Regions from separate parts of the Mus musculus genome. Here region 2 is linked to region 1. A link is a contact called in public promoter capture Hi-C data. All regions are on one chromosome and are shown on one strand. Each heading gives the region's core, a stretch centred on a gene start, on an enhancer-like site or on the middle of the called end of the contact. The rest is flanking DNA. Distances are from core to core; before and after follow the strand shown. Region 1 overlaps Opa1 (OPA1, mitochondrial dynamin like GTPase). Region 2 holds the start of Gp5 (glycoprotein 5 (platelet)).

The links. Promoter capture Hi-C pulls out the DNA fragments that hold promoters and counts their contacts.
Region 2: a promoter capture Hi-C map of cranial neural crest shows a contact between it and region 1. The contact joins the promoter of Gp5 here to the enhancer-like site in region 1. A contact is called at or near these places in 20 of 39 promoter capture datasets (the 3T3-L1 cell line, 3T3-L1-derived adipocytes, the C10 cell line and 12 more), 1 of 15 datasets of contacts at CTCF or cohesin (large pre-B cells), 30 of 484 Hi-C or Micro-C datasets (the HPC-7 cell line, LSK cells, adipose-derived mesenchymal stem cells and 19 more), 7 of 115 datasets of contacts at active chromatin or transcription factors (astrocytes, craniofacial prominence, embryonic basal ganglia and 4 more) and 3 of 9 other capture datasets (adipose tissue, embryonic stem cells and liver).

Annotation. Positions count from the first base shown.
Region 1 is chr16:29,622,006-29,626,178 of GRCm38.p6, forward strand. Opa1 (OPA1, mitochondrial dynamin like GTPase) reads left to right here. Exons shown (of 29, transcript NM_133752.3): 24 at 3,459-3,599. Among named protein-coding and RNA genes, the nearest start is that of Opa1, 45 kb to the left of the region's middle. Within about 2 kb of position 2,231, at least 2 of the 459 cell types and tissues checked have an H3K27ac peak or open chromatin away from gene starts, as enhancers often do.
Region 2 is chr16:30,309,423-30,313,569 of GRCm38.p6, forward strand. Gp5 (glycoprotein 5 (platelet)) reads right to left here and starts at 1,359. Exons shown (of 2, transcript NM_008148.4): 1 at 1,333-1,359; 2 at 1-434. The coding sequence starts at 432. It overlaps Atp13a3 (ATPase type 13A3), which reads right to left. Exons shown (of 34, transcript NM_001128096.1): 34 at 3,001-4,147.

The DNA.
Region 1 (4,173 bases), core at 981-3,480:
CAGTTAATCTGTTTTATTAAAAGATTAAAAAAGAGAAAATGCACTTCCTTTGTGTTGACAGCTTTGTTCATTTCAGTGCCTTAATTGAGGTTCAAAAAAGACTAGTTAGGCTAGAGAGATGACTCAGTAGACTAGTTAGGCTAGAGAGATGACTCAGTAGACTAGTTAGGCTAGAGAGATGACTCAGTAGACTAGTTAGGCTAGAGAGATGACTCAGTAGACTAGTTAGGCTAGAGAGATGACTCAGTAGACTAGTTAGGCTAGAGAGATGACTCAGTAGACTAGTTAGGCTAGAGAGATGACTCAGTAGACTAGTTAGGCTAGAGAGATGACTCAGTAGACTAGTTAGGCTAGAGAGATGACTCAGTAGACTAGTTAGGCTAGAGAGGTGACTCAGTAGACTAGTTAGGCTAGAGAGGTGACTCAGTAGTTAAAGCACTTGCTGTCTTATGGACAACATGGGTAAGTCAGTGCCCAGCACCCAAGACACAGCTCACACCCAACTCACACCCAACCTGTAACGCTAGTTCAAGGAAACCGACTTCCTCTTCTGGCCTCTGAGGACACCAGACATTCACATGGTGCACATATTATGTACATGCAAACAAAACACGTATACACAAGGTAGAATAAATAAAACCCTTTGAAATGAAGAGCAGTTGTAAACAAAAACATTAAACAGAGTCAAAGGATATGTGACAGTTGTGGTTAGGAAGAATACAAATTTTTTCTAATATTTTCTGTGGATTTTTCTGTTGCATGCACATTTAAACTATTTTACATTTTTGTAGTAATTTTTGTTAATGTGCATACAAACTAAATATGAAAATTCAGACAGTAAGTATGATAGAACTTATCCTTCAGTAAATTTTGAGTGAGCACTTCAGAAGAACAAAGTGGCAAAGCTAGTTATAAACAACTTTAAAAATTGGGAAACTGGAGAAAAATGTGTGTCATTCTACAGACTGTTTATTTGTTTGTTTGTTTGTTTGTTTGAGACTGGGTTTCCCTGTGTAGTCCTGGCTGTCCTAGAACTAGTTCTGTAGACCAAGCTGGCCTCCTAGAGATCAGCCTGCCTCTGCCTTCTGAGAGCTGGGATTAAAGATGTTCAGCTCTTAAAGGGAAGTGCATAAATAGAATATAGAATCAATATATATAAATGAGTAAATAAACGTAATAAGAGGTGGTATCCCGTCTACTTGCTGTTTTTTCCTATGTTCACTGAACCTTCTTAATTAGCAAAAAAGATGCTAAAATGTGGAAAAATTAAGAGGACAAGAGAAACCAATACTCCCAAAGAGCATACCCTTTTTTCTTTGTTTTTATTTACATTTTAAATAAAATTAATGAAATCTATGATTGAAGCCCTGCTTTTCCAGTGTCCCCACTTCTTGTTTCACTGGCTCCCTATAGTAAGTGACTTGACCCTTAGTCAGCAGGTGTCTGTTCTCACTGCTGTACAGGTGGGCTGAGAAAGGTCTGTCTAAAAGAGCTTGCAGGGCTCTCAGTCATGCCAGTCTGGCTGGAGACAGGGAGAAACACTGATTAGAAACACCTGGTGTGGGGGCTGGTGAGATGGCTCAGTGGTTAAGAGCACTGGCTGCTCTTCCAGAGGTCATAAGTTCAATTCCCAGCAACCACATGGTGGCTCACAACCATCTCTAGGGAGATATGATTCCCTCCCTCTTCAGGCAGGCGGATATATATGCAACAGAGCACTCATCCATTAAATAAATAAATTTGAAAAAAAAATTTAAAAAAAAGAAAAAAGAAATACCTGGTGTATGGCAGATACCATCAGCATTGGGCAGGGAGCCTCCTGAACAACCTAGTAACTTCTGGTACATAGACTTCTAAGCAAACAGAGAGAGATACGACAACTCTGGTCATAGGTGGATTTCTCCAGAATCCTGTAGAAGCAATAAATTTATTTCAAGGCCATTGCAAAGGATCTGTGCACCTAGAAGAGGAATCTGGAAGCCCTTCCTAGATAAGCCTTCACCCTACCTCTATCCTGGGTTTGGGACAGCGTATGAAAGATTCAGGCTGACGGTTTAGATATAGGAGAAAGGACACCAGAATCACCTGGGAAGGGTTTGTGTATCAGTTTTGCTTTTTCCTTTAAACCTTGACTAAATCCAGTTCTCTTTCCCTAATCTTTCTATCCTTCCACTCCCAACTGAAGAGTGCTCCTGTGTCCCTCTTACCTAGGAGAGCCAGTGGGAAGCATACTTCAGAAGAGCTGGAAGGGAGCCCAGGTCAGTTTAGATAGCTGTGTGCAGTTCCTCTGCCATCGTGAATGGCAAGACTTAGCAAGAAAAGATTTTCCTTTGTTAAAGATGAGAAGCCCACAGGACTGGGAGATAATATCTCAGTGGTTAGGAGACCTTTCCACTCTTCTGGAGTTTAGATCCCAGAACCCATGTTCCAGAAATTCTGTGTTGCCTTCTGGCCTGTGGGCACCCACACTCAGATGGCAAACACACACACACAATATAAAAATAAATGTGTGTTGGGTTTTTGTTTGTTTTCCATGCTATTTTATGCCTTTATGTAACCTTTCTTTAGTTTTGTAGGAAAATCCCACTGTGTGAAACATTCTCACTGTCTTGATGGAACAGATAGCCAGGGTAAATGAAAAAGAAGTTTTCTTTGAAAGAGTTGTTGTTTTAGCATTGGGTCAGTGATGATAGCAATGTAGGTGTGAAATCTTGGGCCCTGCTTCCCACGCATACTGCACAGAATAGAGCTGTGTGAATGGCCTGGGAAACTTAACTTTCTATCACAGCTGGTCAGTTGCAAAATACAATTCCAGGCGAGTTCTCTTACAGATTATTGATGTTAAGTAGTGATAAGAAGCTCATGTCTTTTATCATCCATGTCAGAATAAAAGATTGAAAAATAATGAGATAAACTGAGTTGGCCAAAGTAAGAGTCTTATTTTGAAACTCGAGTGTATGTTTTCTTCCTTGCTGAGATGAATACATTGCAAAGAAGAGGCTGAAGTGGAGTACTTCAGGAATAGTTTGAAGTATGATTTCTTTAGTGGGAGAGCTTCTTTCAAATAGCATCAAACTACTCACTTGATATTTCATTGGTTACAACAGAAACACTTCACAAAGTCTAAGTCCTTACAGGCATTTATAGAATATTGCGTTTTCCCACATGGGCACACATAGACACCTTTTCTTACACAAAAAGTATACTCTACAGTCAAGAATAAAAGTCTGTCCTAAGGAGCCTAGTGCTTTGATTTCATCAATAAAACACTGTGCCACAAGTAAGATTCTAGGGCTAAGCATTCATAAGAACCAGTGGCTATGCTCCTAAGCCTCCTAGTTTATATCTTACTGTAATTAACAGTAGTAATGCAGTAGTAATACATTTATTAAACCGGGCCTCTTTTCACAAGTGCGAAGTTTGAGCTGTCTCACCCACCTTCTTTTAACTTGTTAAAGTGTGTTCACAACGAAACCAAGAACGAGTTGGAGAAGATGCTGAAGGTTAATGATGAGCACCCAGCTTACCTGGCAAGTGATGAGATTACCACAGTCCGGAAGAACCTGGAGTCTCGAGGAGTGGAAGTCGATCCAAGCTTGGTAAGAAAGAAATACTATCAAAGAGTTGGTGATTTGGCTTAGAGGTAGATTGCTTGTCTAGCAACCACAAAACCCTGGGTTCAAACCTCAACTCAAAAAAATTTTTTTCCAAAAGTACCAAAACAAAAAGCAAGAAGTACCATGGACAAGGTGATGTGGTGACAGGTGCAACCCTTGGGATCTGGAGGCAGGAGCTGAAAGGTCATCCTCTGCTACAAAGTGACACTGGATAGGACTCTAGACAAGCTCTTCCTCAGAGAAGGAAAGGGGATGGAGGTCAGCTTTCTGAATCTGTGCGCCTTGCAATGCAGTAGTCCTGCCTCTGATGGGTTACAGAGAGATCTGAGTGCTGAGTTCTACTGTGTTCAACGTGCACATTTACTGCCTTAATGATAGTCATTTCAAGTCTATGAAGAAGAGCAAGCTTAGCTTCCATTTGCTTTTTACAGGGGGACTCCATAAATCCAGATTTAGAAATTAGGGTTCCTACAGAAGGGATGAAAGGCATCCAGACCTTGCCTCAGCTCCGTTTTACAGTTTTAGAGGACAGCAATTCACTTTTATCTATATATGG
Region 2 (4,147 bases), core at 109-2,608, 690 kb after region 1:
TTGCTGAAACAGGTTTTGATCAAGGTCCCTTAGTGCATTGTGGTCCAAGAACAGCTGTTCCAAGAGTACCATCTTATCCAGGATCGCACGTGGAAGACGAGAGATTTTGTTGCGCGTCAACCTGAGGGTTTTCAGTTTTACCAGGTCATTGAAGGTGCCGGGGTCGATGGCGGAAATGTGGCTATCTGAGAGCATCAGGCGCTGAAGGACTGTCATGCCGCTGAAGCTGTGGTTCCGCAATATGCCCTGGTCCATTCGGAAGAGCAGGATGTGTGTGAGGTTCGTAGGCAGACCTAGCTCAGCGATGTGAGCCACGCTGCCGCCCGAGCACTGCGCGGCATCGCGGACCACACACTTGCAGGTTTTGGGGCAGGGAAAAGGTTGGGCACGCAAGAGTGCGAGCACCGCGGACAGCAGGGCGCTTCTTAGCATGTCTGAAATGCAAGAGCAAAAACAAGGCTCAGAGCATATCCTGGAGCCCTGCACGCACTGCTGCAAGCACAGTTTTTGGGCCAGCACTCTCACGGCCTTGGAACGCTCAGATACAACCAAGTCTTCCTCTATCTTACAAAGGCTGATTAAAAAAAAATTACTTTTCTATTCAGCATATGTGGGTATTGGAGAGTAGATCAGTCTTACAGGTTCCCATTTTTATCCAGTCAGCCATCTCCCCGGTTCTGTTTAGAGCATTGACATTTGGGCATTTTCAAGCTACAGAATACCTTAAAATCGTTACAGAACGAATTAAAATTGCTACGGTCTTTTTCAGAGAATAGAAAGCAACGCCTCCTGGGACTGGCTGTGTCACTGACTTTAACAAGTTAAGCAGGGAGCTTTATCCCCAACAGTCAGCAAGAGAACCGCAGCAAGGCCCACTTCCACTAGATTCAATTTCTTACATATTTTCAAAGTACCAACACCCCACAACTCATTACACCGTTTTGTAACTCCCGGCCCGGAGCCCAGTGGTGCAGGTGATAATGCCCATTGCTTTATGCCATGCTTTTCTGAACTTTGCACTGTTACAGTAACACGAGTGCAGTAGGCTGGTCGCTCCAGTGTACATGAGGTTAATTTAAGTGTCACATAAGTAGCATTTGAAGATGTTTTTCTGACTCACACATTTAAATAATGAGCTACTGTTTGCTTATACACCAAGCTGCTTAATAAAACTACTCTGGGCATTGAGTTACCCAGGAAGCACACAGTAATACTAGTTTACTCTGTTTCCCAAGTAAAAATTTGTACTGTTTCTTGTACCAGGTCTCCTTCTGCCCCTATACAGACTGAGCCTCTAACTGCATACACTAATTTAAGAATATTTGGCCTTACCTGAAGCAGTTCTGCACCCTGGACTGACTGAAAGGCTTGCAGCTCTGCTTGTGACTTGGCACTTCAGAGAGGAAGAGGGAAGTATTCTTGCATCCTCAAGATAAAGACCTTACCAGATAAAAAGTCAAGAAAAAGACTATCTCCATAGGGCATATTCTAGGTTTTAATGACAAGAGCTTTCAAACTTTCAGAGTCCATAGTTAAAAGTCCTTTTGTAAAAGCTAGAGAGTAGAGGGCCTAAGTTTTCCCAGAAATAGCAGGCTGTCATTACATGGGCCACACTTTTGGTTTTTTTCCATGCTACATTGCACTAACTCATTCCTGTGCAGGAGTATGTGGGTGCATGTGGCAGTGCCTCACTTGTGGGTGTCAGAAAACTTTAGGCAATTGGTTCTCACCTTCCTCCACGTAGGTTCCCAAGGACTCACACCATGTCTTGGGAGGTATCTTTACCTGATGAGCCATCTCTTTTGCTCAACATTTTATTTCTTAAATAAGGCCAATGAATTCTCAAATGCCCGCCCCCAATGGTTGGTCTAGCCATTGTCAAACATGTTCAGTAATAGCATTGCTCAAGGGTTCGTGTTCAGTTTAACTTAATGTCAAACTGCCTACCACCGTGGTTGTATTGCCACAGTGCCACACTGTGTGTAAGAACTCCTGGTCTTCACGTCTCTGACCTGGACTTCAATCCTGGTCATTCAGATTGTTTCCATGATGCCTATTCCTTAGGCTTAGGCTCAGCCCAAAGAGCAAAATGGCATACCAATCTACCAACCTATGGTCTCAATATGCTTTATAACGTTGCATTTCTGTATAATGACAAACTTGATGTCTTTCTTTACAGTGAAGGGCCACCTGTTCTTCAGCTTCTGAGAAACTCGAGTTCCCCTTTTATGTCTATTTTTCTCTCAACAACTTGGCTATGTATATGTAGCTCATGCTAGCTTCAAATTTACAATCTTCTGGCCTTAGTGTCCTAGAGTTTGGGAATCACAAAGAATGCATCACAATGTCCAGCTGTGCTCATTTTTCCTATATGTAACTATAACATAGACATTCTTTATAAGTGCTATTATCTATTGGTTGTCAAGTCACAGATTATCAAGTAGATCCCTCCAAGGGGGAATACCCACCAATTCCTTTAAATGCTCTCACGCTGTTTCCCTTAGCATTCAGATCCAGGGGTACAGATCTCTTTGTATGTACCTAAGAGGCAGAGTTACGTTAAATATGCTTCTATCACTATTTTCCACTTTTCACCCACTTTAAGAACAAGATCCAGAGCCTGGGGAGATAGCTAGATAAGCAAAATGCTTGCCTTGTAAGCATGAAGACTCATTCAATCCCTGGAACTTCACAAGGGGAGCTAAGCACAGTAGGCAGAGGGATCCCTGGACCTTACTTCAAAAAGTCTGGCTGGCTCTGGTTTTCACCAAGCAGCAACCCCAGAGTCCCCAACTGCCATTCTGCTTGCAGTGTGCACCAGCCAGCCAGCTCTTCCCCCAACCAGTCCATCAAACTAAATAGCCAAGCTGCCTTCCTCTCAACCAGCCTCCCAGGCAAAAACAACGAAACCCCATCTACAGTGAAACTGTTTCTGAGAGAGCTAGCTGTAGCCACATAATCAAACAAGTGTGTAAGGATCCAGGAAAAAATATTGACATATTTAATTCATTAAAATTTTTTATTTTGAATAGCTTTAATCAAAAAGGATTTCATATGGTATTTACAATGCTGAATGTACAATTATGAATATCTACCTTTTTGACAAAAGGGTACCATTCTTGAGCAGCAATACAATTTTAAAAATATAAAGATGTGTCATTTCTGATATATAAAGTTACTTAAAAAAAATCCACGGTCTCAGGGAATTCACAAATTATAACAGGAAGTAACTTTTATTAATTTCATGTGCACATAATTACCAAATTGTAATACATTAAAAATACATGTAAATGCCCAGACTGTACAAAAGTTAATTCCCTATTTTGTTAAAAGTTCCCAGTAGCCTCCCACCATAAATATACAAAACCCTTTTAATTGATACAACAAAACTGCATGCATGAGATATTAGATGTTCTCTAAAGCTTGAAGTTGATCTTCACTGGATATGAATTTTTGCTGCTTTTGGAAAAAAATATATATGAAAGAAACACATTATTTACCATGCCTTTGAAACTGTGCAGTACTTTCATCAACATGGGAAACAAAATGAAGTATAAAAACAAGAAGAGGTTTGCTTAAATGGAAAGCGTTTGAATCTCAGGCTTGTTGGCGCCACACTCGCCCAAGCACTGTCTGCAGCATTCCCTTACAGCAGTTGGTGCTACAAGATAGAAACCGGTTACCATTATTTATTTATATGTAAGGGAGGAAAACAAACAACTTTAAACAACCCTGAGGGAGACCCACATTAAAAAATCTTATTTATTTAAAAAGTTAAAAAGCTACATATCATTATTTAACAATTACTTTACCAGACATTTCTGTCCTTTAAGTATGTGCATAAATAAAATTTAAATCAGCAATATTATCAATCTTAATACATCAAAATAATATATGTACAGATTTTAAAATTTAGGTCTGTATATATTCAAATAATTTAATGTAAAATTCAGAACCAAAATTACTATGTAATGATGACTTACAGAAGACTCAGTCTACCTATGGCACTAAGCAGGACCCATGTCTGCATTCACAGACATTCTTCGAACAATATTCTCAACTGGAATAACCTATCTTATCTATGTTCAAATCTAACTTCGTACAAATGCTTTCTCTCACCTACATAAAACCTTGTTCCTTTGCAAAC